Regions from separate parts of the Mus musculus genome. Here regions 2, 3, 4, 5, 6 and 7 are each linked to region 1. Evidence: chromatin contacts called from public Hi-C, promoter capture Hi-C and targeted proximity ligation data. All regions are on one chromosome and are shown on one strand. The core of a region is the stretch at or near the end of the contact, and the rest is flanking DNA. Distances in the headings are between cores, read along the strand shown. Region 1 holds the start of Ermp1 (endoplasmic reticulum metallopeptidase 1). Region 2 overlaps Gldc (glycine decarboxylase). Region 3 overlaps Gldc (glycine decarboxylase). Region 4 overlaps Gldc (glycine decarboxylase). Region 5 overlaps Uhrf2 (ubiquitin-like, containing PHD and RING finger domains 2). Region 6 holds the start of Jak2 (Janus kinase 2). Region 7 holds the start of Insl6 (insulin-like 6).

Region 1 (4,323 bases), core at 1,143-3,642:
CCATCCCGGGGCTCCAGCTTTACCACGACATTAGTAATGTTGTCATAGTAGCTCGTGAAGCCCCCCAAGAAGTCAATGCTAAAGGAACCGGTGGGCCGCTGTATATCTACGGAGATGCTGTGAAGGCTGTTGCTTTGTGCTTCTATCAGCTTGATCTGCTCCAAAAGGTACTGTACCGTCAGAATTTCATTTTCTGTGCTTCCTGTAGTCCTGGGGCCAATGGCCGTTATGTGTTCCAGATAATCCCTGGAGACAATCAGAAGGATGGTGATGGCATACACGCACAAGCCTAACTCAGCTTGGAACAACTCCCCACTGTGCTTCCCTCCCTCCAACCGCAGAAAGTTCAGATCTTCTGACTTCTCAGAAAGAAAAAGAAAATCACTGTGCCTCTCTTCCACCTCTAACTCTTGAGATCTGGAACTGAAGGTGCTTTAAAAAGAGAGAGAGAGAGACATCTCAAGAAAATGATCTGGAAGCTTCATCATTTTATACTGCGTTCCAGGAACTAATGCTTTCACACTTTTCTCCATTGACCCATACCAAATCAGCACCAAGACTAGGGCTTATTCAGTATGTACGAGTGCTGAAGGCAGGACAACACAGCTTCACTGGCCTGACTCCAGCCGATAGTTATGGATTGTCCCTTACTGGGTCTAAGGGGCTGAAGCCATCTGTATAGCCATGCAATGCCATCAAGTAGGCATGATTAACTTCTGAAAAGAATAAACAATAAACACAAGCCTCTTGCTGTACACACCAAACCTAATAACTTCAGTTCAGGTCAAAATTAACCCTACTCCAATGAGGGATGGGTGGGACCGGAGGAGAGACTGGGGGTGCCTTCCAAAAAGCTCTTAAGAAAACTCATCTAAAGAAGCAACTTTTAAAACACAATAGTAGTTGAAAACTTTCTACTAGCTTAAGGACTCATCTGATTTAAGATGCAAGTTACAGAATCAAAGAATTCATATTTTCAAATACACCTGAGGTCATTTAAAAAAAAATTGAACCCTTGGCCAGCAGTGGAGGCGCAGGTCTTTAATCCCAGCACCTGGGAGATAAAGGCAGAAGGATTTCTGTGAGTTAGAGGCCAGCCTGGTCTACAGAGGGAGTTCCAGCCAGGGCTACACAGAGAAACCTTATCTCGAAAAATAAACAAGTAAATAAATAGAATAAAAAAAATAAAAAATGGGGCTGGTGAGATGGCTCAGTGGGTAAGAGCACCCGACTGCTCTTCTGAAGGTCCTGAGTTCAAGTCCCAGCAACCACATGGTGGCTCACAACCATCCTTAAGGAGATCTGACTGGTGTGTCTGAAGACAGCTGCAGTGTACTTACATATAATAAATAAATAAATATTTAAAAAAAATAAAAAATAAAATAAAATAAAAAATGTTGAACCCTATACAATCCGTAGTACAGAAGAGCCATAGACCATCTGCGACCTTCAGAAATTACAGGCATAATTCTGTCTGGATGTACTCTGAGTCTCCTTCCACAGCTTTCAGATATGAGGGCTGTGGTGCTTAGAAAGGTTAGCACGCACTACATTACTCCTCTCCCACACCATCCCAGAAAGACTTGGTAATGCAGCCCTGGCACAAAAACCTCACTCTCCATCTCATTTTAAATGCAGAGAACTAACCAAAGTAAAAAGTGGAAGTTGCTCGAGAAAGAGAGGAGAATGATGAAGCGTGTGAACAACCAATCATCTGCAGGAGGAAGAGAGTGGATGAGAAAGCAGACTCAATCGATCTGGCCACCCCAAGAAAGCGAAAGAGGGAGCCGAGGAAGCCCGGAGTACCCGCAATTCAGACCCCCGGAGGACGCGCAGGATCATCCCACTTCCCACCGAGGTGCGCCCAAGGACCCCGGGACTCTGCATACAGCAGCGCCGGCCTCCTCCGCCTGGGGCACAGTGGCGCCGGGCTCACCCGCGCGGGACTCACCCACCAGGCGCTCCCCCACCCCGGGGCCGCAGAGGACTCGCGGCCGGGCCGATCGGCCGTACCTGGCTTGGCGCGCGTCGAACTCGCCCTGGAGCCCCGAGGTCCGGCTCAGCACCAGCCGCTGCAGCGAGAGCTGCACGAGCGCCCGCAGCGCGAGCAGGTAGAGTGCGAGCGCCAGCGCCGTGCGCGCCTCGGACAGCGCGGTCTTCGCAACCCGGCTCCCGCCGCCGTTCTCCGTCTTCCCCCACATCCTCCCGACGCCCTTCGCATCCTCCTGCGCTGAGGCCTCTCTCTGCCGGTGCGACGCGGCCGCCTCTCCCTCCCGACGCTCCGCGGTGCCGCGGTGCCGCCGCACAGCCGCTGACTCCGAGCTCCACTCCATGGCGGCAACTGCCACCACCAACCGCCCCAGCCTGCGACAGTCCGGGCCACCGCGGCCTCCGCAGCGCCTCCTAGTGAGCGGACGGAAACTGCAGAGGGCCAAATTTCTTCTGATTGGCTGGTCCGCCTCGCTGTTCCCTGGTGCCTGAGTCTGAGATCTTTGGTGGCACAGGCTGACACCCAGCCTGGTGCCAGCAGACTGTCAAAGGGAAAAACACCCATAAACCTAGAAATGAGCAGCCCTAAGCAAGAGAGAAGTGCAAGGCCGCTTTAACAGAATACACGAGGCATTTATCCTGCGCTGGGCTGATGAATACTGGGAAAAGGAGGATTCTGCCTACCAAATCAATAAGTAAGACTTCACAACCAGGACTGGACAAAGGTGTAATCCTGGCACTAGGAAGGATGGCCACAGGAGGATCCCTATTTTGTGCCTAGAGTGGAATACATAACAAAGATCCTGTCTTTTAAAAAAAATTTTTTTGGAAAAAAAAAAAAAAGCATTTGTAATCCCAGCACTCAGGATTTACACAAATTAGAGGCCTGCCTGGTCTACGTAGAGAGTTCCAGGCCAACCAGGGCTACAAAGGTGAGCAGCTAGAGGAGGCAGGGAAGGAAGTAGGGAGACACAGAACCCCAATTACCAGGGCTAGTGCTGTTTTCATTTAACAGATAACAATACCTATAATTTAATGAATAGCTGCTGAGTCAAGCAGTGTGCTAAGTACAGACTTTGAAAAGAAAATATTTTCATTCCTATTTAATATTGAAGAACATAAAGACAGCAAATGAAGGACAAATGGGATCCCAAGACAGCCTTCTGCTCTGTTCCGCGGACACACAGGGCACTCTAAAAACAAAGGTTCCGAAGAAATATTCTTTTTTATTAGATATTTCATTTTTTATTAGATATTTTCCTCATTTACATTTCAAATGCTATCCCGAAAGTCCCCTATACCCTCCTCCTGCCCTGTTCCACAACCCACTCACTCCTGCTTCGTGGCCCTGACATTCCCCTGTACTGGGGCATATGATCTTTGCAAGACCAACGGCCTCTCCTCCCAATGATGGCCAACTAGGCCATCCTCTGCTACATCTGCAACTAAAGACACAGTTCTGGGGTGTACTGGTTAGTTCATATTGTTGATCCTTCTATAGGGTTGCAGACCCCTTCAGCTCCTTGGGTACTTTCTCTAGCTCCCGAAGAGATATTCTTGAACTAACAAGATGGATCAGAAGATAAATGTGTCCATCCCTGATTTCCCCCAAGGCCTGACAACCTTTCATTTCCCTACTAGGCCCATGGTGGAAGGAGAACACCAGCTCCCACAAGGTGTCTACTGACCTAAGCACACACGAGTGTTCAAATACAAACACACAATTCATACAAACACACTTGCAAACACATCATATAAACACAATTGTGCTGGCTAGTCTTCTATCAACTTGACACACAAGCTAGAGTTATCTGAAAGGAAGGAACCTCAATTGAGAAAGTGATAACATAAGATCTAGCTGTAGGACACCTTCCTGGTTAGTGATTGATAGGGGAGGGCCCAGCCCTTTGTGGGTGGGGACATCCCTGAGCAGGTTGTTCTGGGTTCTATAAGATAGCAGGTTGAGCAAGTTCTGAAGAGCAAACCAGTAAGCAACACCCCCCACACACACCCCTTTCCCCCCACACCCCTTTCCATGACCTCTGCACCAGCTCCTGCTTCCAGGTTCTTGTCCTGTTTGAGTCCTGGTCCTGACTTCCTTTGATGAAGAACTGTGATGTGGAAGCAGAAGCCGAATCAATCCTTTCCTCCCCGAGTTAGTTTGGCTATGGTGTTTCATCACAGCAATAAGTAAGCCATAAGTAACACACAATAATACAAATAAAAATGTTTAAATATCTTCAAAATAAATAATAAAAACCCTTAGTCTTCCTTCACTATCACAGTGAGTGGCAAGAAGTTGGTCATTGGTTGTAGTAGCCATGCTAGCAACTG
Region 2 (4,323 bases), core at 1,118-3,617, 500 kb after region 1:
ACAAAAGTGAGTTCTTCCTTCCACGATGTGATATTTTAAAAAGAAGCTGGGTAGGCACAATGCACTTAAAATAGGCCGGTCTCTCCAGACATCTATCAAGCTATTGCCTGTACACGACTCCACTAATACCTTCCAAAGGATACACACACCTTTTCATGTTGTCTGAATAATGGCGTACAGTACATAACCCAGATAGATTCCCTCTTCTTAACTTGTTTTTCCGTCTACTTGACGTGGACCAATTAAATTTAGAGAGAGATCAGAGAACATGAACAGGGGAGGGGAGGGGCTCAGCTGAGCACTTGTTGCTCCCCTAGAGGACCTGAATTCATTCCCTAGCACCCACGCTGGGCAGCTCGGAACTGCCTGGAGCTCCAGCTTTGGGGAATCCAATGCCCTGTTCTGGTTTCCTTGGGTTTCTAGGCACATATGGTGTACACACACGCACATACACAAAATGAAGGAGAGAAAAGGAACAGGGAAGGTCGTGATGACAGTAAGGGGGCGTGAAGCTTTACCTTGTCACCCCCACCATCCTTCCAGGCATCATCCTCACCAGGTTTTCTTTGACAGCAAAGAAGGCCGCATGCGGTCCCCCATAGCCCAGTGGCACTCCAAATCTCTGGGAGTTGCCCAGGGCAATGTCCACTCCAAACTCTCCAGGTGGCCTCAAAATACACAGAGCTAAAAGGTCAGTAGCACAGCAGGTCAGGCTCTGGGGAGGAAATGGAGAAGAGGTCAAGGTTATCACCTTATCCTGACTGTGCAGGAGTTGTCTCCACTACAAACAGGCTGGCTGGGAGGGGCATTGCTGGGAACTCCATTTGATTATGCATTCATATGGAAGAATATTTACCAGGGATCAGTGAGTGACAGTAACAAAGAGGAAGGAGTAGGGGAAGAAGATGTCACCATTCCATGTGATAAAAGACAGACAGATATGGGAACTGGGACACAGCGTCCTGAACCTCAGCAGGGGGCTTACCTACCCCAGTCTGATGGGCTCTGTCTACAAGTTCTGTGAAGTCCTCCACCTTCCCCTCAGTGTCTGGGTACTGGAACAGCACCCCACAGACGTCTTTGCCACTGAAATCCATTTCGTGGGGTAACTTCAGCTCGACAAGCACCCCCCTATATCTGAAAGTACAAGGGAAAATTGGTCCTTTTTATTATGGTGTGTGAGTGCATGCATGCCCGTGTGTCTGTGTGTGTCTCTGTGTGTGTGTGTGTGTGTGTGTGTGTGTGTGTGTGTGTGTGTGTGTGTGTGTGTGTGTGTGCGTGCGCACGTGTGACATGTTCATTAGCGCAGATACTCATGTGCCAAGGTACGTGTGTAGGGGTTAGAAGATAAGTGAGGTCTCTCTTTTCATCATGGCTTGTGATGATAAAACTCATGTTGTCAGGCTGCTGACCCATCTCTTAAGCCATCATGCCTGGCCCAAAAAAATGCAATCAGCAGCAGCTTGTCCCCAGGGAGACTGTATTCATTTTCTGTTCTTTCCCTAGGTGTGCTTCTGGCCTCACTCCCAGTCACACCTCACCTCATACCTGGCTCATCAAAGTTTAACAGGGCTCCAGGCCAACTCACATGCATGCTTCACTCTTCAGTCTCTTTCTTCTGTCCTTCCCACTCCCCTCTCCCTAACTCTCTGTGAGAACCTACTCCTGGCAGGAGCATCACCCCCTAGAGCTAAAGATCCAGCCCTTACCACAGAGGCATCTCCGGGACACCCCGGCTCAGCTTAAGGTAAATGAAACCTGTCCAAATGGCAACAAGGACTTCCTTAGATTCTTAAAACCCTCTAACTACAACTCCAACCCCTTCCGAAGGACAGTGTGGAGCAGAAAAACGCCCTGTGTTGCCAAAGCAGAAAGAGGATGCAGTAATGGCTGGGCCGGGGATGTTTCAGTTGCTTACAGGACTAAACGATGCAAAGGCACATAGGACTAATCAAAGTGGTCCTTAGTTGTGGTGTGGTTTCCTTAGCAACTGCATCTGCATGAAGCACACCGGAAACCATGGCCATGGCAGGCATGTTTGAGTGAGCTCTGCTTTCCCAACTTTCCAAAACATTGCTGCAGTTACTTTATTTCATCTTTTGTTGGCCCTCTGACCCTTTTCCATTTTTTTTCTCGGTACTAGGGATTGAAACCAGGGCCTCAGCCGAGGCTAGCTAGTGTCCTACTGCTGAGCCATAGCCCTAATCTCTACTTTGGGACCATGTGGCTCATCTGGCCACAGACTTGAAATCCTCCTGCCTCAAGCTGATTTTAGTATTTTAAATTTTATCACGAGATGACAGAACAGCATGGGGACTTACGAAATCACAAAGGCAAATGAACTCAGCATGTGTTTGCCCCTCAGTACTGACGAGGGACTTGGCAGAGCATCCATGGGAGAAAGTTAGCTGGGGAAAGCAAACTCACCAAATCCAGTCTAAAGCCAGCTCACTTCCAATCAGACTGGAAGTGGGAAAGAGAGACAAGGTAGAGATGATATGATATTACCCGTGGCTCAAAACACAATTTAAATCAATTACTTGGCTCGAGTCTGGACAACAGCTATCGTCTGTGGGTGACAACGAGGATCAACGAAAAATTTCTTCCTCTTGTTGTGTCTGTTGAAAAGAAAAAGCACATTTAAACTTGAAGATTTTTTTTCCCCTTCTCTGGTATTCTGGTTTGGCCTCCAACTCTATTGAACTTCTGATCCTCCTGCCTCCGCCTCCACAGTGCAGAGTGCAAGCCTTTATGGCTAGTGTAGCTAGTGATGGTGTTCAACCTGGTCAAGTTCTCTACCAACTGAGCCACTTCTCCAATACCAAAAGCAGTGAGGGAAACTCTAAGCATACTCTAAAGAGAAATGAGCGATTGGTGACTCAGTTCCTGACAGCAATCCAGGGAAATTCAAGCCTGTTCCAACAAACACAATGTAACAAAAACCAATTCAGTTTTAGGACATCTACACTATGATAAAAAGAAAAGGACAGATATTAGGTATAAAGGGAAATTGAAACCACTTCAAAAAACGTCTCGTAAAGTAATATATCTTGTTGTCAGAGGTATTTTAGCTTAGAGTCTCAGGTGGGCAGAAACAAGACAGACCCTGCCTCAACGAAGTTGGAGAATGACTCCCCCCAGACCTTCCAGCCTCTACATGGATATTATGGCATACATGTGTGCGTACACACACGCATACACACATCACACACATCACACACACATACACACCTCACACACATCACACACATCACACACACACCCACACCACCCATACACCACACACACACACACACACACACACACACACACACACACACACACGCTTGAACTCTAATTTACATGGAGACATAAGGAGAAAGGAGGAAGGAAGCTTTTCCTGAGGGAGAGCAGCTCATCACCACAAGGCAGCCCAAGGCCAACCCTGCAGAGCAGGTAGGAAACCCTTGGCCCAAACAATCAAATAAGCAAAGAAAAAACACCTCCACTTCTGTGAGTGTGAGGTGAAAGCTACACAGGGGCCAGGGCTGTGTCTTAGCTGAGAGAGTGCTTGCCTAGCATGTAACAGAGCCTGCATTTGAATCTCAGCACGATAAGTCTGCAACCTCAACACCTGGAATATATATATATATATATATATATATATATATATGTGTGTGTGTGTGTGTGTGTGTGTATATATATATATGTATATATAAAATAAAGTATATAATATATATAAAGAATATCTGAAGGTCAGGGTAATCCTCAGCTATACATTGAATCCAGGCCATCCTGGATTGTGACAGCCTGCCTAAAATGATAAAAAGAAATTTTAAAATTAGAAGTAGGGAACAAAATTTACAAAAAAAAAAAAAAATCAATAAAAAGCTGAGAATAGTGACAGAGAACATACATAGATTGCCATCCTGTGTGCCATCTTCCATGAAGAACCTGAACTTACCCTCAGTGCTGTTAAGGAATCAGAAGGGCCCCGGGTGGGCTCCACCACCAGAACATTCATACCTAGAGGGAGCCTGTACCTGCCTGGACCCTACAGCACCATTATCTGTGGAAGCCAAGAATTAAACTCATCTGCGCACTCAGGACAGAGGCTCCAGTTCTTAGGAAACATCACAAATATGGGCATATTTCCCAACCTAAATATGAATTCTTCCATGAAGATATGTTCTAATATTCTTCCAAAGCACAGGGTGGAGGAAGGGGGACTGTAGAGTGATTGGTAACTGTACCCTGTGACCCGGTAACTTATGGAAATGGATTATCAGGAAATAATTAGAATTCCTGAGGAAGATTATCTTAGGGACATGCAAAGTAATTTCT
Region 3 (4,323 bases), core at 1,076-3,575, 480 kb after region 1:
TGGACTACATGTCTGTAATAATAGCAGTAAAATGGTAAACAAACAAAACCTGATGGTGTAGCTCAGGTCTACAGTATTGCATAAGTATGGGAAAGGCCTGGGTTCCATCTCCAACACCACAGAGGAGGAAGAGGAAGAGGAAGAGGAGGAGGGTGAGGAGGAAGAGGAGGAGGGTGAGAAGGAGGAGGAGGAATTATTATTCTATTCCCAGTGGGAAGACACACTTTTAAAATCAGATGGATAGGCTACAGAGGGAGAGGACATGCCTTGCTCATGTACTTTTAAAGGAAGATGTGAAAGTTTTAAAATTCTTCATTGTAAAATTCAGACTAACCAGAAGGGGGAAAAAATCAGCTTCAATAAGCTCAGAAAGGACATGAGCTTGGGCTGCCATGCACTGACGTGACCCGCTTAGGTAAGAACCTTCTAGAGCTCTCCTGGAACAGTCAGGGCCTGTTTGTCCTGCTCCTGATACCTACCCTAAGAATTCCAGCTCCACAGCTCAGCAGAAAACCTAGCACGGAGCTGGCCTCCAAAATGAAGGGGCCAGGAACAGAGGCCTCCTTTGGCCTTAAGGAGAGGCTTTGCATAGATCACAACACGTCTTTCTGGGACAGTGGTGGTGCCCAGTAGCACCAGCTACGTAGATAAGGACCCCAGTGGTCCCCAGGAGTCACTTTTTTGCAAACCCGACTCTCATGCCCAAAGCAGAGCATGCAGCAGAAATACATCTGCTCCCCAACCTCATGGCTGCTTAGTGCTAGGAACAATCTGCTTAGTGTTAGGGGGAACGTAGTTATTCAGTGGTATCTTACATATGGCCTAGACTATGCTTAGGCTCAAAATTGCTTAATCTTAGGCCCAGGGCTAGGGCGGAGCTAATGAGGAGGGTGGCAATGGCAGCAATAAGGTTCCTGCCTCCTTCTCCCTAGAGAGCACTTTCATGGCCCACTGACTACTCCATATGCTGGGTTTGCACAAAAGCCTTTTATTTCTGAACGTTTTCTGTCACCGTGATTACGTGGGATGTCTTTGATGATCACGTGGCAGAAAAGGGTTTCTTGATTATATGTCTCCCTGTCTACTTCCACCAAGGCTGGAAAGGTAGGTCCCACAGAACAGAAGGGACTCCGAGATCCGAGCCTTCAACCTCCCCCAGGGATCGAGCACCACCTGCCCATGCTCACTCACTGTTCTGTGTCTCTCTCCTTTCTGGTCTAAGTACGCTCTGATGGTGGCCAGTCCGGCGTACTCCCCCTGCGCTCCGCTGCAAAGACAAGAAGAGAAGAGTCAGGCTTGTGGGCTCCAAGCTTTCCCCGTGTTCATTTAGGATTTAGCAGACACTGATTACACATTAGGCAGCCATGGTCCAGGTTCCTATCATATGGCATCTTTATAGAAAGAAGATTAACAGGTTGGCACCAACTAAAGGTGAGCCATGCTTATCAGCTCAGGACCTTAGAATCAACCTGGTCTTACTAGGGGGAATTTGACTGGCTTTAAAAAAAATTGTGGGAATAATAAGGAACCCATTGTCTGGGTTTTTACAAGGGGGAAATTAGAAATTATAAGAAGATATTAGGATCAGTTTGTGGCAAGTCTCATTCCTAAACACACCCAGCACTCAACAAACCCCTCTATGCTGAACTAAGCAATTGTGAAACCATCACCAGGCTCATGTTTTATCAGCTCAAACCAACGAGTCTTTTTCAGAGGAAAGAAATCTTAAAAATGTGACTGCAGCCTAATGATCACGCCTAGAAAAATAAGCTTTTTCCGATACCATCAAATATTGAGTCATGCAAAGGCCACACTATCGCCATGGAAACTTTCCATTCCTATCACACATTGTTCCTGCCCTTTGAATGTGTGGCTGCTAGAAGCCTGCCATTATCTTGCAGGCACCACTTTGAGAGCGTGCTTAATGACTAATGCTCCTGTGAGCAAAGCTGAGACAACTGCAAATGGGTCAGAGTTCTTGTTCTCCATGAAGCAGGGAAGGGGAAGTGAGAGGTATCAGGGCTCTCTGCCTCTCTGCCTCCTTCACAGAGCCTTGTTCTCCACGCTACACTCACTCATTTTTATCTCTCATTTTACAGCTGAAGCCAAAAGTGCCAGCACACTTAACGCCTTTTATTTATTTCAAGAACAAGGAAATGAACGCCGTACGTTGAAAATCACTATCACCTCTCATTACGTGGTCCCCTGCTGCTCTGTCATCTATTAAATGGGGGAATTAAAAACCATGCAGATGTTCTGAATGGTGAGGAAATCCACACCAAGACTGAATCATCCCAACCAACAAGGCCAACTCTATGAGCCCTCCCAAAGCCGACTTAGTCAGGTGACCCTAGCTCCGTCCTATGGCTGTCATCTACCACCCTCCAGCTGTCCAGGCCATCCCTGAACCATATCAAGCCAATTCTCATCCCGGAGTTTTCCACACAGGTCCTTGTGCTGAGCTAGTACCTTCAGCTCCTAATGTGACTGACTTGTTTTCACTAAGTAGGCCCCAAAGAGGCTGGCTATTCCCAAAAGCAAGGTTCTTGTCCACAAATTTAAAAAAAAAAAAAAAAAAAAAGAGGATATAATAAACACTGACTGGTGAATGAGTGACCTTCCTCCAGCAAAACTCTTATTGCAGGTGCTAGAAGAGTTCAGCCGTCAAGGGCATTTCAGCTCTTTTCAGAGGATGGTTAAGATCCCAGAACCCGTGCTGAGCATCTCAGAACTGCCTGAAACACCAGTCATGAGAACCTGATGCCTTCTTCTGACTTCCTTGGGTGGGCGCGCACACGGACGGACACACACACACACACACACACACACACACACACACACACCAATTTTAAGAACCTTATTGTATTTTACCTTACGTGTTCATGTGATCCAAGATCAGCCCGTGCATCTACTGTACATTAAAAGTTACTGCAATGTTCATGCTATGTGCCTGCCTTATCTCAACAAGCTAGACTCGGGGTTCTGTGCATTCCCCACCAGGGACCTAAGGAACTGTAGCTTTATGAAGTGGCTGGGAAAGAAATGCTTAGGAGATTTGCTGGGAATTGAATTCTATCCTTCACCCCTGACAATTCACACACAAGCCTTTCTTCCCCCTTGTAGTAAGGGACTTTAAAAAATGTGTAGTGACACTCCTATTCCTGAAGATAACTGTCTTAGTTAGGGTTTCCACTGCTGTGAAGAGACGCCATGAGCCAGGCAACTTTTATAAAGGACAACATTTAATTTGGGATGGCTTACAGGTTTAGAGGTTGAGCCCATTATCATCATGGCAAAAAGCATGGCAGCATGCAGGCAGATGTGCTGCGAGGAGCTAAGAGTTCTACATCTTGATCTAAAGGTAACCAGGAAATGACTATCTCCCAAGCAGCTAGGAGGAGGGTCTCAAAGCCTGCCCCCAGTGATAGACTTCTTCCAACAGGCCACACTTCCTAATAGTGCCACTCCCTGGGCCAAGCATATTCAAACCACCACAATAATCAACAGCTGTCTAATTGGACTTCAGCCTGCCCAACAGAAGCAAATCAAGCCAGATACTGGAAACCTAGCCAACCACACACGAATAGTAAGATCAAGGATCTTGGAGAACCCATTATAAATCACGTTACCAAAACCCAAGCAAAATTCCTAACTGCATTCTTACAACCCAGATACGCGTAGCCTTCATCTCTTAACAAAGAAACTCCTCTTTGTGCAGATGGAGGCCATTGAAGACAACCATAACTTGTCAAAATGCAGAGAATAAATGATCTCGGGGTGCCTGGCCCTAGTGAAGACATCTACAATACAATTCCTAACCTAACATTTGGGAACAATGAAGAAGACATAGGCAGAAACAAAACTCCTGTGAGACCGTGTCTCCGAAAAATAACGGGGAAGCCACATCCGTGACACTTCAACCATATGGCTATCTAAACATGAGATGAACAAGGGCGACACCAATAGCCATGCTAACAGGGTAGAGGGGAATTTCATGAGGCTCCACCCCTTGGCAAAGAACGGGTAAGTAGCCTTCGCTAGGGATGAACCCCCTTGTTAGTTATCCAACAAAGTGGCAGCCTTAAAGTCTTACTCAAGTAACACCAATGGACTCATCGGATCGTGTGTGTGTGTGTGTGTGTGTGTGTGTGTGTGTGTGTGTAACAATGAAAGAAAAAACAGGCCATGAATTGGAAGAGAGAGCAAGAGGGTGTGAAAGGAGTTGGAGGGAGGTAAGGTGGGAAGATGGTGTAGATATTTTATATTTGCCCCTAACTTGTTCTCATACCAGCCACTCACCTTGCCTTATGGCAGGTATGGATG
Region 4 (4,323 bases), core at 554-3,053, 450 kb after region 1:
GTAGTAAGCATTCTCCAGTTCCATTTAACTTATTCTTGTGCATGCTTTGTTTAATGGTGCTGTCGATTGAACCCACGGTCTCAATTAATGTCAGATAAAGGCTGTGACGCTGAGCTACAGTCCCAGCCCAACAGCGAGCATTTTAGAAGCTCGTTTTAAACAAGGCATCTTCTTTGACTAGCGGAGTGAGTTGAAATAATGTTTTATGGATTTGTACAAATATTCCCACCAGGCAGTGGTGACTCATGCCTTTAATCCCAGCACTTGGGAGGCAGAGGCAGGCGGATTTCTGAGTACAAGGCCAGCCTGGTCTACAGAGTGAGTTCCAGGACAGCCAGGGCTACACAGAGAAATCCTGTCTTGAAAAAAAACAACAAAAAACAAACAAATATTCCCCTTAGGAACAGTGATGTTAAGGAAAGGGCTGGGTAACCAGTTTATGTATCAAAGCCCATCATAGCATCACATAAAACAGCTTTTAAGGAAATCTTTTGCCAGTGTTTAGCACTAGATCCTGCGTCCTGTCACATTTTCTGAGCAAACCTTTGGGTGATTTGAGAACAAAAATCTAATTCTTATATAGAGATTTCTCACCCTCCTTAAGAAGTGGGAGAGGTTCTGGGAGACAGGTTTCTGAAGGTCAAACTTGACAGCTGTGACAGCAGCTGTGACACTCTTGAATAGGGACTAAGGGTCCTCGGGAGGGACAGACAGAATTATGAAAAGGGATGAATTACATCTGCTTAGATGGGAAGGACTAGGTCGTCCCAGCAGTGACTGTATACCACAAAGGCCCAGAACCCAGTAGCTGCTGGATGCCTCTGCAGTCTCAGTCTTCTGTCCACAGTCTAGAGGATTCCTAGAGAACCCCTGGTCTCCAGTCCACATTGGAAGGCTGAGAGAAGCGCTGGAGGGCAGCAGCAGCCATCAGCACAGAGCAGAAGAGTCACAAGCAAGCACAGAGGTGGGTAGAGGAGAGCTGCGTGCTTTGCATGTGGGCAGCCGATGGGAGGGAGGTGTTGCCGTACTCCTTCCTGGAAATGCCCTTCATGACCTGCCAGGGACAGACAAGTCTCCTAGCCGACTTTCAGATTCAGTCAAGGTTAACCATTTTGAGGAATGATAGAGAAAGGGTGAGATGGAGCAGTCGGTTCAGTGAAGTTGAATGGAAATCACATAAACAGGTAAAAGACACACCAGGGAAGAAAAATCTAGCGTTCCAGAAAGTTCTCTAAAGGATGAGGAGAAAAAGACAAAAGGAACTACCCAGAAGAGTGGCATGATATGATCACTGACAATATAGTTTCTTGGTCAGGTACTGGATTAACTAACGTGTTCCTTTCTAGGTGTAAAAGCCACCTGAAATGAGCAGTTTGGAAACTGAAAGGTCACCCTTTTGGAGCTCTGCAGGGCACTGGGCCATTTAATGGGTCAAGGGTGTTCCCAAGGCATAAGGATTTCATTGCTTCTATTATGAACCAGAGTCCTTGTATCCAGTCAGATGAGCCTTCCTGGAAGGGCCTGGGGCAGGAGGAGAGAGGGACACAGAGCATAGGACACAGGCACAGGCCTTTCTTAAAGGCACTTCTACACAGCTTTGTACTTAATGCAGCTCCATTGTACAGCCAAGGATAGCTGGAGGACTACTTTATGGTATGTGTGTGGCCAGAATAAGCAAAACTGTTTTTAATTAGGGGCACATTCTACTTGAAGCCAGGGGCTATCTTCAAGGCTGGGTGGCTTTGCACATAAAAAGAGCTGTTCAGCGCAGACACTGCAAGCTCACATGCAGGCTGATGACTCAGGATCAGGCCCTTTTAGTCACGTGATGCTCTAATTGAACACAGCATAGGAAACCCTTACTCTCTGCTGGAAATCCAGTGATCATTGTTCTCAGGGTTCGTAGTCTGAGGCAGAGAAAACAAAACACCGAATAATTAACAAAACTTGGTTTTTAAAAGGAAGGAACAAACAGTGAGAAGATCGAAGATAAAAAGTCACCCACTGGGACTGGAGAGATGGCTCAGTGGTTAAGAGCACTGACAGTTCTTCCAAAGGTCCTGAGATCAAATCCCAGCAACCACATGATGGCTCACGACCATCTGTAATGCTATCTGACGCCCTCTTCTGGTGTGTCTGAAGACAGCTATATTGTATTTACATGTAATAATCTTCAAAAGAAAAAAAATTATCCATTTCTCAAGGATCCAAGGAAGACCATTATGAGGCACTGAAATCCAGAGAACAGGAGCCAAGCAAAGTGTTGGGATTGCGGGGTGAGGGGTAGTGCTCCAGGTAGAAAATCCCTACAAGCAAAACCCAGAGGTGGGAGAGGACCAACGTAGCAGGCGTTAAACATAAGAGGTGCAATAGTCCAAGACAAGCAGTTAGTTACCTACGTTACATCCTGAAGGCATATAGAGGTGGCCAGCTGGGAAAGCAGCCTTAGCAACCACTGCAAGCACTTTAGTGAAACAGAACACTGCTGTGGCTTCCATTTTTCTCACAATGGTGCTTCCAGAGAAAGGACCACTGTGTTCAGATGCTGGCCGATGTTTCCTGCTCTTCAGATTTGCTGTTGCCATGGTAGCCTGGTCTCCTGTTTGGCTGTTAGGCCCTGGAGCAAATTCCTACCAAACACGTTACCTCCAGAATCTCTGCATGTTTTGTGACAGGCACATAGTACCTAAGAAGTGCTCAATAGCTATTAACTATTAGTGGAGGAAATGAAAAGCAGGGGTCCCGTTGTTTCAGTACTATTGTTAGGTTGAAATCGGTCTAGGTGCTTTTTATGTGTAATTATGTATGTGGACTATAGTGGAGAATTTCACAAGAGCACACAAACCTGTTCCAGTAGCTAGCATGAAACTTAGTGAATGTATAATTGTTGGGGTGACCCACCTGCAGGGAAGCAGGTGAAAGCCTCCCTCACAGCAACTCTTAGGAACTGTCAGGTGAGAAGATGGCAAGTGATGGAGGTAACTTCCTTGTGGCTGGCAGGCTAGCTAGCTACCCACCACAAACTCATCCTTTTCCTGTTATGGTTAATAACCGTTTCATCCTGTAGCTAGAAGTGAAGGATTGCTTGGTCCTGGAAACCTGACTAAGGTGACAAGGGAATGAAGAAAGGAAGGACAGACAGAAATGCTAGGATCGGGTGGGCCGTGCTTGTTCTGATGAAGTGGCACCAACTACATAAAATCCTGGAATTCCAGCGACTTTGTTATTTATGTTCAGCATGAGAAGGAGTTAGGTTGTCTCAATAGGGGGACTGACTGTGTAGGGACATTCTCAGGTTACATTCATCCAGACGGAGGGAGCTATGATTGCTAGTTTCTATACACACTACCAACATCTGCACATGGATCAGGACTCGGCCCGGTTCCTCACCTTGACATGGGTAAGGCTTTGCCTGTTCCCTTGAGTCGGAGGCACTGGTCCTTGTCAGTAGCAGGTTTACTTAGGACAAGATCCACTTCTTCCATGTTCATTCAAGGATTCTGCCCCTCCCCTTGGCTTGTTATCTCTGGGCTTCAAAGAAACTGCTACTTAATCTTCCGTAAGTTGAGGTTAAGTTACCTATGGCCCAAGATAAAAAGCGCCAGAGTGGCCTTCTCTAATAAGTAGGCTGTACAGATTGTCCTTAGCCAGTCAAAAGCAAGGGTGACTGTCCGTGAAAACGTGGCTGTTGGGCCGAGAGATCCCGCTACCCTTCAGCGTCCTGAGTGTGTATCATGGGTGTAAAATCAAATGGGAAATTCGCATTACTCAAACTCAGTTTTATTAGGACACTAATAAAAGCAGATAAAAAAAAAAGTCCGCACAGTGAAAGGAGGACACTTATGCTGTGACAGATCAGGCACATTAGTGAGGAGAATTCTTCAGTGTATAAAATGTAAACATTTGCCCTGGGGTTTCCCACAGAGGGCACAGTCCACGAGGACTTATTTGGAACAAAAAGAATGTCTATTGAATTCCCAGCATAGGCTCTGACTGCTGCAAACTTCTTGAATTAAAATGTTAAAATTGCTAGCGCACCCCACATTTTCTATCCGGCAAACTAAATGGCTCCCAATCAAGGCAACACGAACAGCCACTGCCTTGCCGTACAGCAGGTGGCCGCCACTCACCATGCTAATTGTGCTTACATTACCTTGAAAGATTATAAAAATATACAGCGTATAAAACTCATGTGTGAGCCACGTAAAGGAGAAGAAATATCCTTGCTTGTCAAATGCTCCAGCAAGAGACATCGGGTCAGCCCTTTGAACGTAGGAGGGAGGACTAAGAAGAAGCCCTCTTCTGTTCAGAAAATGGAGACTC
Region 5 (4,323 bases), core at 1,055-3,554, 400 kb after region 1:
CATTAATGTGACAGGGATTGGTTCTGACCATGGGATGGGTCTCAAGTTGGGCCAGTCATTGGTTGGCCATCTTTATACAATTTTTAACAACTTACTGACATCTAATCTATTTATGTAATCCTAATTTAGCTGTTTATGAGTTTTATGTAAATAAAAGCATATTGTATTTTTAAAATTTATATTTACAATGAAATACAAAATAAAATGAGTCATGTTTAGAGTTGGAGAAAGCCATGTTCTGAGTTTCACTCTTCATTTTAGCTATATGTGTTTTTTGTGTTATATAGGGTGGCAGGTATGTGTGTACGTATATATTCATGTAGCTGTGTGCAGGTGCCATGGCACATGTGTGCATGTGTGGAGGCCAGAGGACAACTTCCTTTCTGTCTTGTTTGAGACAGTCTTTTTATGGTTTGCTGTTGTCCAGTCAGGCTGACTGGCTCACAAGATTCTAGGAATTCTCCTGTCTGTTTCCCCTGTTACCTTAGGAGCACTGGCATTACAGACTGTGCTACTGTGACCAGCTTTTATGTGGGTTCTTGATAATTAAGCTCAGGTCCTCATGCTGGCTCACCAAGTCATCTCCCCAGTCCTTTACTGTATGTCTTTTGAGGACAGATATATTTCACGTCTTCACTTTTTTGGAAAAATGGAAATGATTTTGTATTAATAATTACTAAAGGAAATGATTATACAATCAAAACCTGCTAATATTTACTAAGCAAACGATGGAAAATAAGATCCCTGTGTTAAACGAGTCAGCATTAGCTATGCTGATGCTTAATGAAAAAAGACAGTTTTCGGTTTGTCACATTACATGCTTACTGAATTGGATTTACTCAATTGTATTGGTAGGTGTGTTTTGAAACCGTAAAAATACGAGGCTGGGACAAGATATTTGTTTAAGGTTATACATTTGAAAAGTTCGAATACTGAATTATCCACAGAGCTGTGTTTTCCACAGAACAAAGGACATGTTTAGAAACATGTTTGATGATCCGATCTACTTGGGAGGCAAAGGCAGGAGGAATGCAAGTTCAAGGCCAAGCTGAACTTTCCATCACAGGTTTCAGGCAGCCTGGACAACGTAGTGAGTGGTGTTCTCTCCCTTACCCTCAAAGATGAAGAAAGGAAAGCAGAGAGGACTGGTCGTTCCAGTCTGTAATCTCAGGTACTCAGGGCTGACTGAGGCTGGGAAATTGGAAGTTCAGGGCCTAGGCACAGAGTGAGGTCTTGTCTTAAAATAAACAGTTAAAAAAAATAAGTTAATTTTGTAGTTGAGAAGTCAGTAGTTGCCTAGCATATGTGAGGCCATATGTACAGTACCTAGTACTGCAGAGACAGGTCCAGAGCATGCTGGATGAGCAGCAGTCCTCCTAGTATTGCTATTGGATATTATCTAAGCTTCAGTTACCTTGCTTCTTATGCTTCGGTTTTGTACCTTTCTAAAGTGTATGACCTTTTCTGTATGTGAAGATTTTATATGTGTGTGCGAGTGTGTGTATATGTACATATATGTGTGTGTATGTATGCTTTTGTGCTTGCTTATTTTCTACTTTTTGAGACAAAAACTCAATGTGTAACCAAGGTGCCTTGCACATTTTGTACCTCAGTATTGAGAGTATTTGTTTTATACGCATGCACCACAATCATGCCAAGTTTACATGTGGCCTTTGTGTATTTCCTTTCAAAAGACAGTTTATTTGTGATCCTTATCCTTTTATTAACGTACATACTCACACCAGCTTTGGTTAGATGAACAAAAACAGTAAGGTTTTTTGTTTGTTTTAATTAAGCCTTTTAAGTCTTTGTCTTGAAAGGTGCAAATAAACATGTATGCCTTTTTAAAACCTCATCAGATTACAGGTGTGCACTACTATACTTGTGCATATAGCTAGTTTGTTTTTAAATAAAAATTAAGGTCAGATTTAATCACAGGTTCATGTGACTTATCTACTTCATCACAAAATCTAGCCCCAAACCATGCTGCTTATTTTTATATACAAATTTACATGTTTTTTAAAATATATGAAGTATATATATTCTTTGATATTTTGACACCCGTAAAGAAACCTTGCTTTCTGGGAGAGACGAGATTGCCTTTCTTAAGACTAGTGAATTCCTTACTTTGTTTTGTGAATTCCTAGAAATAATACTCTGTCAGAGAGTATGTCTTTAATATACAGCAGGGCAATTCTGAGTCCATACCCTAGTCACATCTCTTATCTCTGTCTCACACACTAAAACAGTATTCTACTGATCATGGCAAGGATGTTCTGTCAGACAACTAGAGACCTTCCCAGTAGCCTGGGGCCCACTGTGACACATTCATATTAGCTAATCTTAGATTGTTTGCCCTGGCCTGGCCTGGCCTGGCCTGCTTTGCCTTCCTAGGGAAGACAGAGTAAAGGCTCTTGAGCTATGCTTTCCCCTCATTTCGTCTGCCTCTTTTAGTTTGTGTGTTTGTTTTGTGTTTCTCTGTGTATCCCTGGCTATTTTGGACCTTACTACATAGACCAAGCTGACTTCAAGCTCAGAAATCCCCTGCCTCTGTGCTGGAACTAAAGGCACGCGTCAGCAGCGCCTAGCTCTTCCGCCTTCCATTGCTTTGCTGTGTGAATTGAATTTTTCTTTAAATAACATTAGCATCTCCTTTTTGCATTTTAATTGTATAAATTAGAATCTTGTGGGTCTCTATAATTTGAACACTTCCAGATACATTATCTTTTTGTCATGCTGTATCTTCACATTGACTGTTTTGAAACAGGGTCTTACTATTAAACTGACTGATCAACTCTTAGGATTGTTCTATCTTAGCCTCTCTTGGGCTGTGTTTATAGGAACATGCTACCAGATGTCCACTCTTCTGACTAACTCTTTCTGTTAATTCCTCCTAAGTTACTTAGAAGGGGACTACCACAGTATCCTGTTTTTATATTAATTTTATGGTTTAGTAGTTTTTGTTCTGAGCTGCCATCAAAACCCAGGCTCTACAAAAGAGTTTCATTTCTTCCATGCAGTTCAACCTGTTTAAATGTTTCCTTAGCATGTTTTTGTAGCCGGACTTTACTACTTTGTGGGATATTCTTTTTTTCACCCTTTTTCCACGCTTTCAACCTCCTGACACCAGATAAGAGAGAAAAAAGTATAGAGGGAAAGCAAAGATATCCCTGTATAAAGTCAGCAGTCAGAAAGAGTAGGATGTTATCGATAGACTACTTCCTGCTAATTAGGGGCATTGAGTTCCTTAAAGCAAGTTTGATCTTTGCTGTTAGGATATCCAATTTCTTCTTGTTTCTTCTTTGCATAAGACTACTTAACAGCAACCAATAACCCCAGTGCCCTAGCTTTATATCCCTCTGAGAAGTCCCCAGAATTCCTGATATCAAAGAACTGCAGAAATGCATCTGCAGCTGGCAAAAGCAGGCCCCTGCTGGAGCATGAGGCAAATCATAGTCAGCTGCTCTGGACAATCTGAAGCAGCCCCATATTCCACACTTGGGAATAAAATGAAAGCAAACTCTTATAATATTTCTGTGTTTTTTAAAGAAACCAAAATTTGACAATTATCACTACATATCTATATATTTTACAATGTATTAGAGTTTAAAAGCACCACCAGCCACCTTTTTGTTTGCAGTATTTGTAAGTGGTATGCTAGTAAAACAATAGGATAATAAAACTTGAGTTTTAGATTTACATACTCAAATGACAATCCTTACTTTTAATGAACTTTTAGGTTATTCTAAATAGTAGCCTTACATGCGAGCTTTTTGCAAATTTCAGCATTTCATTTTAACTGCTTACAGATCCATAGTAGAGTTTATATTTGTGTAGGGATTTTTTTTTTAAAAACTTTGTTTTTGAGACAGACTGCTGTGGTCTCCTGTATAGCCTAGGCTGGCTATGAACTTGTGATTCTCTAGCCTGAGCTTCCAGAGTGCTGGGATTACAGATTACAGCACCCCACCCCACACTTCAGGTTAAAAGTGTAGTTCTATTGCTGTTTTTTTTAAATATCAACCATATATTGCATACCCTGTTACAATGATATAAGTGGAATACAAAATGAAATACCACATCTTGGCGTTCTGTGAGTAAATAGTAACTTAAGTTTATTCTTATCTTTATCATTGATTACTTTTGTTTTACTTTTTGCTTACAAGAGATTGTCTTTAAATTTATTAGTTACTATAGTGGAAGAAATAAGCCTGTATTCATTTAATATGTAAATTAATTTATATAGTAGATAGCATGTTTATTCATGATTCTTTGTTTTACATAACCTATTTGACCATTATTTTATTAGTAGTAGAAGTAGTA
Region 6 (4,323 bases), core at 935-3,434, 400 kb before region 1:
GATTCAGTTCCAGGAGACTGAGATCCTAAATTACAGATGGTTGTGAGATACCACGTGGGTGCTGGGAACACTTGGCCATGAATTTTCCAACCTAGGCTTGCTTTGTTTATTTGAAACCAAGTCTTGCTATGTAGCCCAAGCTGGCCTGGAACTCAGAACCTTCTTGCCCCAGCCTCCTGAGTGTGGTATCACTTATGGCTGGCTTTATAGCACAACAGCCTAAGAACTATACAAAGATATAGAACACAAGGGCTGATCTCACACAGCGATACAGTCTTGTTACTGTTTGCCTATGGAAGGCAGCTCTGCTACCACAGAGAAAGGACAGAATCTTGCCTCCTGTCTCTACACCCAGTGCCACAGCAGACAACTAGCTATTGACTTTTATTTTTCCAGTCTGGCCATGCTAAACGTCCTAAATCTAAATGTCTTATCTTCCACCCCATACTTGTTTGTGCAGAGTTTCTGAAGGTCATAAAAGATTTTGTCCGATTCCTCAGAACTCTCCCTTATCTTTATTAGAGAATGCAGGAACTCTGTGAAAAGATTAACAGGTGGAACAAATCTCTAGCTTATGCCTCTACTAGGAATCGCATCTAGTGCTGGAAAGCATTCTACTACAGAGTGAAGAGAGATCAACATTCAAGACTATCATTGGCTCACTCTTACCTCACCGAGAATGATTTTCACTGTAAATGAGAATGAACAAGTTACTCAGTTTTCCTGTGTGGGTTGACAAAGGACTTAAATCCTATAAGCTTACTGTTAATCATCTATTTTTTTCTTGCCCACCTTATCTTTAGCTTTGGTGACATTTACTTAAAAGAAACCATGCATTGTGTAGTGGCCCACACCTTTGATCTCGGCATTCCCCAGGCAGGTAGGAGGATTTCTGTGAGTTCCAGGCTCACAGACTCAAAAATAAAGGAAAAAACAAAAAAAACAATAGATGTAAGATCTGAATAACAGCATCCGTCACGTATATAAGGGGACGTGGGTGTTGTGAATGCTTCATTTCGGTTGACAAACCTGGGGCTAAGAGAAAAAATAAGAAGCCCTATACAGAATGACCCCAGTTATTTCTTTGTCTTCTTATTTAGCCCCTTTCCTTTTACTGTCTTCCATTGAGGGTTCTTTCTTGGTCCTTAAAACACATTCCCTTTTCAGAATCCTTTTCATTGTTAGCTTCTTTCTTGAAACCAGATAGTTCCAGGACTGGATCGTTCTCATCCTTCACATTTCTGCTCAAATGCCACTCTAAGAGGTCTTTTCTGGTCATCTCAAAATAACATCTCCACTCACCTTTGTGTGTGTGTGTGTACCCGTTACTGGCAATCACACACAAAGAGCAGTGCAGATTTAAAGCCTCTTTTCTGGCTTCTATGAGAATAGCACATGCAGAATGGGTGCTGCCTTCGTCTCCTCTCCTGGGAGCCCTTGCCTAGCAGGGAACAAATTCTTGAATGAATGAACGTGGCTCTTTGGGACCCTATACGTCGTTTCTTCTTCCAAGCGGTCCCTTCGCAGAAGTGGTGGTTAACTGAAGTCAGGTACTTGGGTCTCAGCGCCCGGTCCACGGTGCCACGTCCCCTGGGCCGAGCGCTTAGGGCAGGGAGCCGCCTGTGGAAACGAAAGCAGGAAGGGGAAAGTCTCCGCGGAGGCAGCGGCCGCCAATCCTATCAGCTCGGACGCAGCGGGGCCTTCCCGGCCGGGCTGACTCATTCCCAGCCGTCTCCTCCGCGAGCCGAGGCCGCAAGCACGCTGCGCCAACCCGCACCCGCCCCGCTCCTCCTCCTCCTCGCGCGCTCTCGCCCGGGGGCTGCCCCGGGAATCTCCACGCGCGCCTCCGCTTCCCCGGAGCCCGCGGCCGCCTCCCCCGTCCCGGCCCAGCCCCGCAGAGCGGCCCCGCGGGCGGCGCAGGCGCAGTGGGGCGTGCCGGCCTCCGCCCCCCCGCCAACCCCCGCCGGCTTGCCCACGCCCCGCTCCGCCGCTCGGGGCCGCTTTCCCGAAGCTGCACCGCGCCGGAGCCCGCCGAGCAGGGCAGCTGAGCCGGCGTCGCGGGGCCGAGCGGAGGCGGCGTGCGGCCCCTGGAGGGCGGAGACGGGCTCGGCGCGCGGTGGGCGTGGCGTGGGCTGCAGGAAGCTGAGGCAGAGCAGAAAGGGGGCAGCAGCGGCCACCGCCGGCCTCCCGCCGCGCTGACAGGCTGGGCGGGCCCCCGCTCTGGGCGAGCTCGCGCGGCGTCGGCGCCTCGGCCGCGGCCCCGGCTCCGGAGGCGCCCGTCCGTCCCGGCGAGGGCTGCAGGCGGCTGCCGGGTCCGCCGCTGCGGGATGTGAGTGCGGGCCAAGCCCGCGCGGGAGGGCCCCCGAGGGCCCAGCCTGGCGGCCGCTCGACCCTGCGCCCGGCCCGGGGGCTCCCTAGACCTCGGCCCGCCCGACGCGTCTCGGAGGAGCGGATCCTGCGCGCCTCGGGGCGCTCCTGTGTGGCCCGACCCGTGTCGCCGGTGGGTGCAGTCCCTGGCTGCTGGATGGGGGCGGGGGGCAGCGGTTCTCCCTGCGATCCCGCCTCCTGCTTTCCCCTTAGCCCCCTGCTACTGGCAGGGAACTTCAAAGCTAGAAAACCTGCGGGTTTCCGACAGCCTAGGAAGGAGTGGCTAGCTGTTGATAAATGCATGCATCCCCTTGTGCCTTAGAACCCGACCCCCCCTCTTTCTTATTCTTCTGTACATTTTTCTAGTCATCTAAACAGCGCAGAAAAAAAAAAAGAGAGCATCTATTGGCCCTGGGTTTTTGAGTTAGTGACTTGCTGCTTCTGTTTTTAGGTTCCTGAAGCAGGCGACGGGAACAAGATGTGAACTGTTTTCCCTCCCCAGAAGAAGAGGCCCTTTTTTTCCCTCCCGCGAAGGTGGGTGTTAGCGCTCGGGGCTGCCTGGGTGCTGCAGTTAAAGACAAGGGTGTCTGAGATCTGCGAGCCAGTGCCTGCTAAGAAGGCTGGATGCTTGTGTACAACGGCAGGACTAATTGTTGCTTACTGCGAAAATGGCAGTGTTGAACTTTTCCTGTTGCTGTGGGAGAGTAATTGGGTGGTATTTATTGTGTCTCTTGGATCCTTAAAGAAGCGGTCTTTGTTGGTTTTACAGTGTGGTCTTGCAGAGGAAAACAATAAGTCGTCTCTTTCTCCCCCTTTCTCCCCAGTCTTAATTTTCAAGGAATTGAAATAACCTGTTGAGGGAACAAATTGGTTGTTTTTGCTGGGTTTCTGCTGCCACATTGAATGCTTCCTGTATTCACCTGCTTGCTTTGTTGGTTGATTGCTTTCCGGTGGTTACTAGTCTATCAGGGGAAACTCCTTTTCCCTGAATGAAAGGACCGAGCCGCTGAGTGTGTCACAGAGAGGAGGAGAAATGCGGAGAAGGGAAACAGAAGTGGGAATAAAGAAGCCGGAGGTTGCTTTTGGTTTCATAATAGGTTTGTATGAGTGAGTTGTTGGCTTACTGCAAATATTCTCATATAGTTCCCAGCGGATTTGAAAATGAATCATCAATTTCTGGTCCTCTTTCTCTATATCCTTTACCTGTTTACTGTTTACGGTTCCAGCTATTAAGATCATTTGGTTGTATGTGAGCTGGCTTGAGTGTGGGACGTCTGCAGACTGGATGTGCCCAGGACTTATCCTGAGAGTACTGAGCGGTGCTACAGGCATGAGCATTTACCTGTACAGGAGAGCTGCAGTGTGTGGAGGCTAGATAAGCACTTATGTTTATTTTGGCTTTTGTGGAGTATTGTGGAACTTGCTCTGTAGACCAGGCTAGCCTCCAACTCAGAGATTTCCCCTGCCTCTGCCTTCCAAATGCTGGGATTAAAACCACCACCCACCGGGCTTCATTTGTTTCTTTTAGTGTCTTTTCCTTTGTAATTTGAAGGTGTCTTGAGTAAGGTGTCTTGAGTGTGAAAAGTAAACATATTTTTTTTTCTCTACTTTACCCAGATAGGCTATTCTTGAAAGATGGGATCCCTTTCTGGCAAAATAGAGAAGACCATTGGCTTTGGAGTTAGATCTGAGCGTGCAGTCTTAAGTTAGGATAATGGTGTTCTTCCCATTTAACAGCAGTGTTAACTTAAAATTTACTTTCTCAGAACCTTGTGTGGGGGTCGATTGGATGCATGCAGAGCAGTAAATGGTTTGGTCGCTTCTGAACGTCTTAGCTTCTCAGAGCTGGGCAGGCAAAGGAGGTTCCTAGCTGGCCCGTGCGTAGCTGGTCAGTCCCTGGTGCGGCTTCCATAGAGCATAGAGAAACTGCATGCTAGTGTATCTACAGCCTCTGTA
Region 7 (4,323 bases), core at 518-3,017, 320 kb before region 1:
TTCCAACCCCCACTTGCAGTGTGAGGTTTTGCCAGGCTCGCTCTGTCCCCTGAAGCTGGAGGGCGTGGCTTCCCGTCCTTTTCTGCTATTACAGTGAGTAAGACAGAGTTATAACTAAACAAAAAAAGCAAAGATTAAAGGGAGCAAAATGCAGTAAGAAAAGAGGAAATAGTCTAGGTAATACATGGTTATTAATTCTGTAACATTTGAAATCAAACAGAAATGAATTCCTATGAAAATCTTGACAGACACAGATATATGAAAGCTACGCACATCGATGACAAAGAGATCGAAAGCAAAACTAGTCACACATAGATGGTTTTAGGGGTGAATTCCACCTAGTTGCAAAGGAAAGTAGTTTACAAGCAGTTCCACTTCATTTTATGACTCTCATTAATTCCTTATTTCCAAGTCAAGTAAGAACATTGATTTTTTTTTAAAGTTCTGATAAGTTGCTTCACTTACAAACACTGCTTTGAAAAAAACTATAAAATTAGTTAAGGGAATCTACAAACACATTTTACAACATAGGAGAAAGGCTAATATCAGAATGGCAAGGGTAGGTCAAGACCACGAGATCTCTATGCAATTCAGCACGCTAGTTCACCTTCAGTGCTGCTGCAAACCACAGAGAAGCTTCATCTGTCCCCATACTACAATCTACCTATCTGCATCGATGAGCTATCCATGCCGAGACTCATCTCATCCGCCCTTGTCCTTCCCTGTGCCCTTTATTAAGTTTTCACTTCACATGAATTGCTCCGTTGGCTTTGCTCTCCCTCTCTCAGCCCTTCTGGACGAACCTTACTGCCCTACGCTGTTGCTTCTTTTCCCCTCCTGTTCAGCACATCCTGACCTCCTCGCTCTTCCCCGTATAATTCAGACAGCAGTGTCTTTCCCCTAAATAAACTTTTCCTCTAAATAAACGCCCCCAATCCCATCCCATCCTATCTATGTGACTAGTTCCTCATCACCTATATCTATCTTCTGACAATGCCCCCGACAGTGGTTAATTTCAAATGAGCAAGAATTTATTTGACTCGTGATTTGAAGATGCTCCAGGGTCCAAGGACTTTTCCTGTAGCATCATCCCATAGCGGAGGTGCCGGAAAAGGAGGATGAAGTGATCTTGCAACAGATTCACTCAGGACAATCCACTTCTGTGATAATGGCCTGACTCCGTTTCAAGAAAATTTAATTCCCTCACTTCACTTCCTAACGCTGCCCTGGAGATTAAGCTTATAACACACGGAATTTGGGGTATACATGAAACCTAAGGCCATCTTTTTAATAAGGCCTACTCTGAACAAATTATTTCTTCTAAGTCTAAAGTGAACTTCATATAAGTCTGTATGGTTTTTAAAACTGTATTCACACGTACACTAGGTACAAATTCTATTTCCTACAGAAATTCACTGGCAGAGCAAAGTCAAGGATAAGAAAAGAGGAGTTTGCACACTGATAAGCTACCAAGCCTTCCCTTCAGAGTTTTACCTGGGTTTGTGAATCTTCTCCAGGCGGAGGAAGAAGGGTGAGGGTTGAAGGCTTTGCCCTTGCGTGAGTAGTGGGGAAAGAACTGTGTCATAGGACTTTGCTCCTCCATCTCGAACCGGCTCCAGTCACTTTGGCCACAGAGTTTTATAACTTCTATCAGCAGGTGCCTGCCGCACAGCTTCCTGGGTCTGGATTCCTCTTCCTCTTCCCTGGAGAAAGGAGTCAGTAGGAGTCCAAGCCACAACAGACAAGAACAGCACAGCTGCTTCATCCCTGGGCTCCGCCACAGGGCCGGGCGCGCTGCAACGGCCGTCGCCCCGCCCCCGCCCCGCCCCGCCCCGCCCCGCCTTCGCCACCCACCACGCCCCCAGCCACGCCCCTCTCCGCACCGCCCTCGGGTTGCCCTCCCTCGCAGGCAATCTTCTCCAGAACACTTTGGTTAGGTGCGGGGTGTTCCAGGCTTACATGGACTTCCGGCTTGCAGAAAGTTGAAATTAACAGGCTCTTTTGGCCTCAGAAATGCAAGTTTTAAAATGTCTTCTTTTCCTAACTTTATTCATTCATTTTCCTTGTCGTCAAAGTTGAAATTAACAGGCTCTTTTGGCCTCAGAAATGCAAGTTTTAAAATGTCTTCTTTCTCTGACTTTATTCATTCATTTTCCTTGTCGTGCGCTCCAAGAAACTGCCTCATGAAATATGAGAACCTAGGACTCTGAGATGCAGCATCCCCCCCACACCTGGAATGTGATCTTCTTTTTGCCTAGTGTTTACAGGAGCCATTTCTTCCCTTCGGAGAAACTTATCTCCTTCATGGATTATATTTTTTAACTTTAAAAAATTGGTACTGGAACTAGAGAGATGTCTTGGCAGTTAGGAGAACTTGCTCTTGCCGAGGATCCGGGGTCGCTTCCCTGTACCAACAAAGCAGCACATGGTAGTCTGTAACTCCGGTTCAGTACCAGTCATACTCGTGGTGCATATACAGACATGCAAGCAAACACTCATACATATCAAATAAAATAAATAAACCCTTTTTAAAAATTACTCATTCCATCGCGGTGTCTTCTCACATCTATCGCACTGTACTTCACTCTCTCTTACTCGCCTCCCTTAACCACCCTCTCCCAGTTCCTGCCTTTAGTAATTCCCCTTTTTGCTTTTTTTTAATTACATGTCCTCTATTAATTGATTGCCTCCTACCTTCTTTAAGCACTCATCCCTCTCGGAATCCCTTTTGTAGTTTCATGACCTACAAACACAAACATTTAAGCATACACATATATAAACACACAAATACATAGTTTTAAGTCTAGATTCTACATGTACATAAAAGCATCATTTAGTATCCGGTTCCCGGTAAAAATTGCCTTAATTTATTTATATGAGCACATTCTTTTTTACAATAAATTATCATCACCATTATTATTATTATATTATTATTATTATTATGATGTTTATTTACTGCTGATGTGTGTGTATAAGTTGGATCCAGTTCTCTCCATGCACCATATGGGACCCCAAGATCGTTGTCACATTGTCAGGCTTGGCAGCAAGTGCCTTAACCCGCGAAAGCATCCCACTGCCTGGGAATGCATTCTTAACTGCTACACACTATTATTAGCAGGATAATGGCTGAATGGATTTATTTAACTGAAAAAAAATTATTTGCATGCCTAATTTTGAGTGAATAAGTTCTAATATTATAAAATTAATTTCAGATGTATTTACTAGAATCCCATACTATTAATTTTACTCCAGAACATTGTCATAAAATATTTGTCTTTCTGAATCAAATGTACTTTATTTAACATAATATACACTTGTATCCATTTTCCTACAAAGGTCATAATTTTGTGGGTTTTTTCTTCATAAATGTATTCAAATTTCATTGTGCATATGTACCACATTTCTTTTTTTTTAATTGGCTTTTATATTTAAATATATGTATGGGTATGTGTAGTGCCTATTGAAGCCATAAGAGGGTGTCAGATCAAATGGTTACCTGACATGGGTGCTGGGAACCAAACTCAGGTTCTCTGAAGGAGCAACAAGTGCTCTTAACCCTGGAGCTCGGCGCATTATCAGCACCCAACCAATGGTGAAGGACGTCTCCGCTGGCCCCACTTCCTAGCTACCGTGAACAGTGCAGCAATACAAATGTGTATGAGTGTCTCTGGGACGGGTTGACTTAGAGCCCCTGTAGTTCCCAAGCTCTGCAGCGCTCCTTCTCTTTAGATTCTTCAGGAGCGGCCATGCGGGCAGCATGTATCTGTATTCTCACCGGCAGGGAACACACATTCTTGTTTCCTCACAGCGTTGCCAGCATTTGCAGTCCCGTGCTTTGTTTATTGATAACAGCTATTCTAACTAGAGTGATGTGGACTCTCAACTCCTTTATTAATTGTATTTCGCTGGTGGGTAAGAATGTTCAAGTATTGTTTTTTTGTAGTCATTTGCATTTCTCCTTTTGAGAGTTCAGTTTATTAACCCATTAAATGATCAGATGATTAGCTTTCCTGGAATTTAAAATTTTCAGTTCTTCATATGGGTGGATATTATTACCCTGTCTAATGTGTAATTACTAAATCATTTCCCTCATTCTGTAGGGTACCCAGTGGAGGCTGGGTTTTTCAGGGGTTGTTTTGTTTTGTTTTTGCTATATGGAGCCTTTTACTGTCATGTGATCTTTTCAATTGTTGGGATCATTTCCTGCGTTATTGGAGTTCTTTTCAGAAAGCCTCTGGCTATGCTGCACCTTGAAGTGTTTGCCCTAAATTATCCTCTTGAAGTTTTACAGTTTCAAGTTTTAAGGTCTTTGAGAAATTTCAA

Evidence for each region. Promoter capture Hi-C pulls out the DNA fragments that hold promoters and counts their contacts. A called contact is a pair of places that touch in the nucleus more often than the background predicts.
Region 2: a promoter capture Hi-C map of the 3T3-L1 cell line shows a contact between it and region 1, with 3 times the contacts expected there. A contact is called at or near these places in 4 of 39 promoter capture datasets (the 3T3-L1 cell line, liver, pre-B cells and 1 more), 1 of 484 Hi-C or Micro-C datasets (pancreatic cancer cells), 4 of 130 datasets of targeted methods (the 230-238 cell line, bone marrow-derived macrophages, large pre-B cells and 1 more) and 1 of 9 other capture datasets (pancreatic islet).
Region 3: a contact with region 1 is called in a targeted proximity ligation map of pancreatic cancer cells. A contact is called at or near these places in 15 of 39 promoter capture datasets (the 3T3-L1 cell line, the C10 cell line, the HPC-7 cell line and 8 more), 1 of 484 Hi-C or Micro-C datasets (nephron progenitors), 9 of 130 datasets of targeted methods (the 230-238 cell line, bone marrow-derived macrophages, embryonic forebrain and 5 more) and 3 of 9 other capture datasets (adipose tissue, embryonic stem cells and pancreatic islet).
Region 4: a contact with region 1 is called in a targeted proximity ligation map of bone marrow-derived macrophages, with 2.9 times the contacts expected there. A contact is called at or near these places in 10 of 39 promoter capture datasets (the 3T3-L1 cell line, the C10 cell line, cranial neural crest and 4 more), 9 of 130 datasets of targeted methods (the 230-238 cell line, bone marrow-derived macrophages, embryonic stem cells and 3 more) and 1 of 9 other capture datasets (embryonic stem cells).
Region 5: a contact with region 1 is called in a promoter capture Hi-C map of the HPC-7 cell line. A contact is called at or near these places in 13 of 39 promoter capture datasets (3T3-L1-derived adipocytes, the C10 cell line, the HPC-7 cell line and 7 more), 2 of 484 Hi-C or Micro-C datasets (CD4 T cells and embryonic stem cells), 3 of 130 datasets of targeted methods (the 230-238 cell line and bone marrow-derived macrophages) and 1 of 9 other capture datasets (liver).
Region 6: a targeted proximity ligation map of pancreatic cancer cells shows a contact between it and region 1. A contact is called at or near these places in 3 of 39 promoter capture datasets (the C10 cell line, liver and pre-B cells), 3 of 130 datasets of targeted methods (effector CD8 T cells, memory CD8 T cells and pancreatic cancer cells) and 2 of 9 other capture datasets (adipose tissue and liver).
Region 7: a contact with region 1 is called in a Hi-C map of natural killer cells, with 9 times the contacts expected there. A contact is called at or near these places in 6 of 39 promoter capture datasets (the C10 cell line, the HPC-7 cell line, liver and 1 more), 1 of 484 Hi-C or Micro-C datasets (natural killer cells), 2 of 130 datasets of targeted methods (memory CD8 T cells and pro-B cells) and 2 of 9 other capture datasets (adipose tissue and liver).

What each region holds. Positions count from the first base shown.
Region 1 is chr19:29,646,023-29,650,345 of GRCm38.p6, forward strand. It overlaps Ermp1 (endoplasmic reticulum metallopeptidase 1), which reads right to left and starts at 2,393. Exons shown (of 15, transcript NM_001081213.2): 1 at 2,014-2,393; 2 at 1-246. The coding sequence starts at 2,333.
Region 2 is chr19:30,144,629-30,148,951 of GRCm38.p6, forward strand. It overlaps Gldc (glycine decarboxylase), which reads right to left. Exons shown (of 25, transcript NM_138595.2): 5 at 2,541-2,618; 6 at 990-1,137; 7 at 519-715. Among named protein-coding and RNA genes, the nearest start is that of Gldc, 29 kb to the right of the region's middle.
Region 3 is chr19:30,123,531-30,127,853 of GRCm38.p6, forward strand. It overlaps Gldc (glycine decarboxylase), which reads right to left. Exons shown (of 25, transcript NM_138595.2): 16 at 1,192-1,267. Among named protein-coding and RNA genes, the nearest start is that of Gldc, 50 kb to the right of the region's middle.
Region 4 is chr19:30,094,683-30,099,005 of GRCm38.p6, forward strand. It overlaps Gldc (glycine decarboxylase), which reads right to left. Exons shown (of 25, transcript NM_138595.2): 25 at 3,759-4,323. The coding sequence ends at 4,285. Among named protein-coding and RNA genes, the nearest start is that of Uhrf2, 66 kb to the left of the region's middle.
Region 5 is chr19:30,048,502-30,052,824 of GRCm38.p6, forward strand. All of the region lies in intron 2 of Uhrf2 (ubiquitin-like, containing PHD and RING finger domains 2), which reads left to right. Among named protein-coding and RNA genes, the nearest start is that of Uhrf2, 20 kb to the left of the region's middle.
Region 6 is chr19:29,249,619-29,253,941 of GRCm38.p6, forward strand. It overlaps Jak2 (Janus kinase 2), which reads left to right and starts at 2,185. Exons shown (of 25, transcript NM_008413.4): 1 at 2,185-2,500; 2 at 2,819-2,901.
Region 7 is chr19:29,323,551-29,327,873 of GRCm38.p6, forward strand. It overlaps Insl6 (insulin-like 6), which reads right to left and starts at 1,768. Exons shown (of 2, transcript NM_013754.1): 1 at 1,495-1,768. The coding sequence starts at 1,765.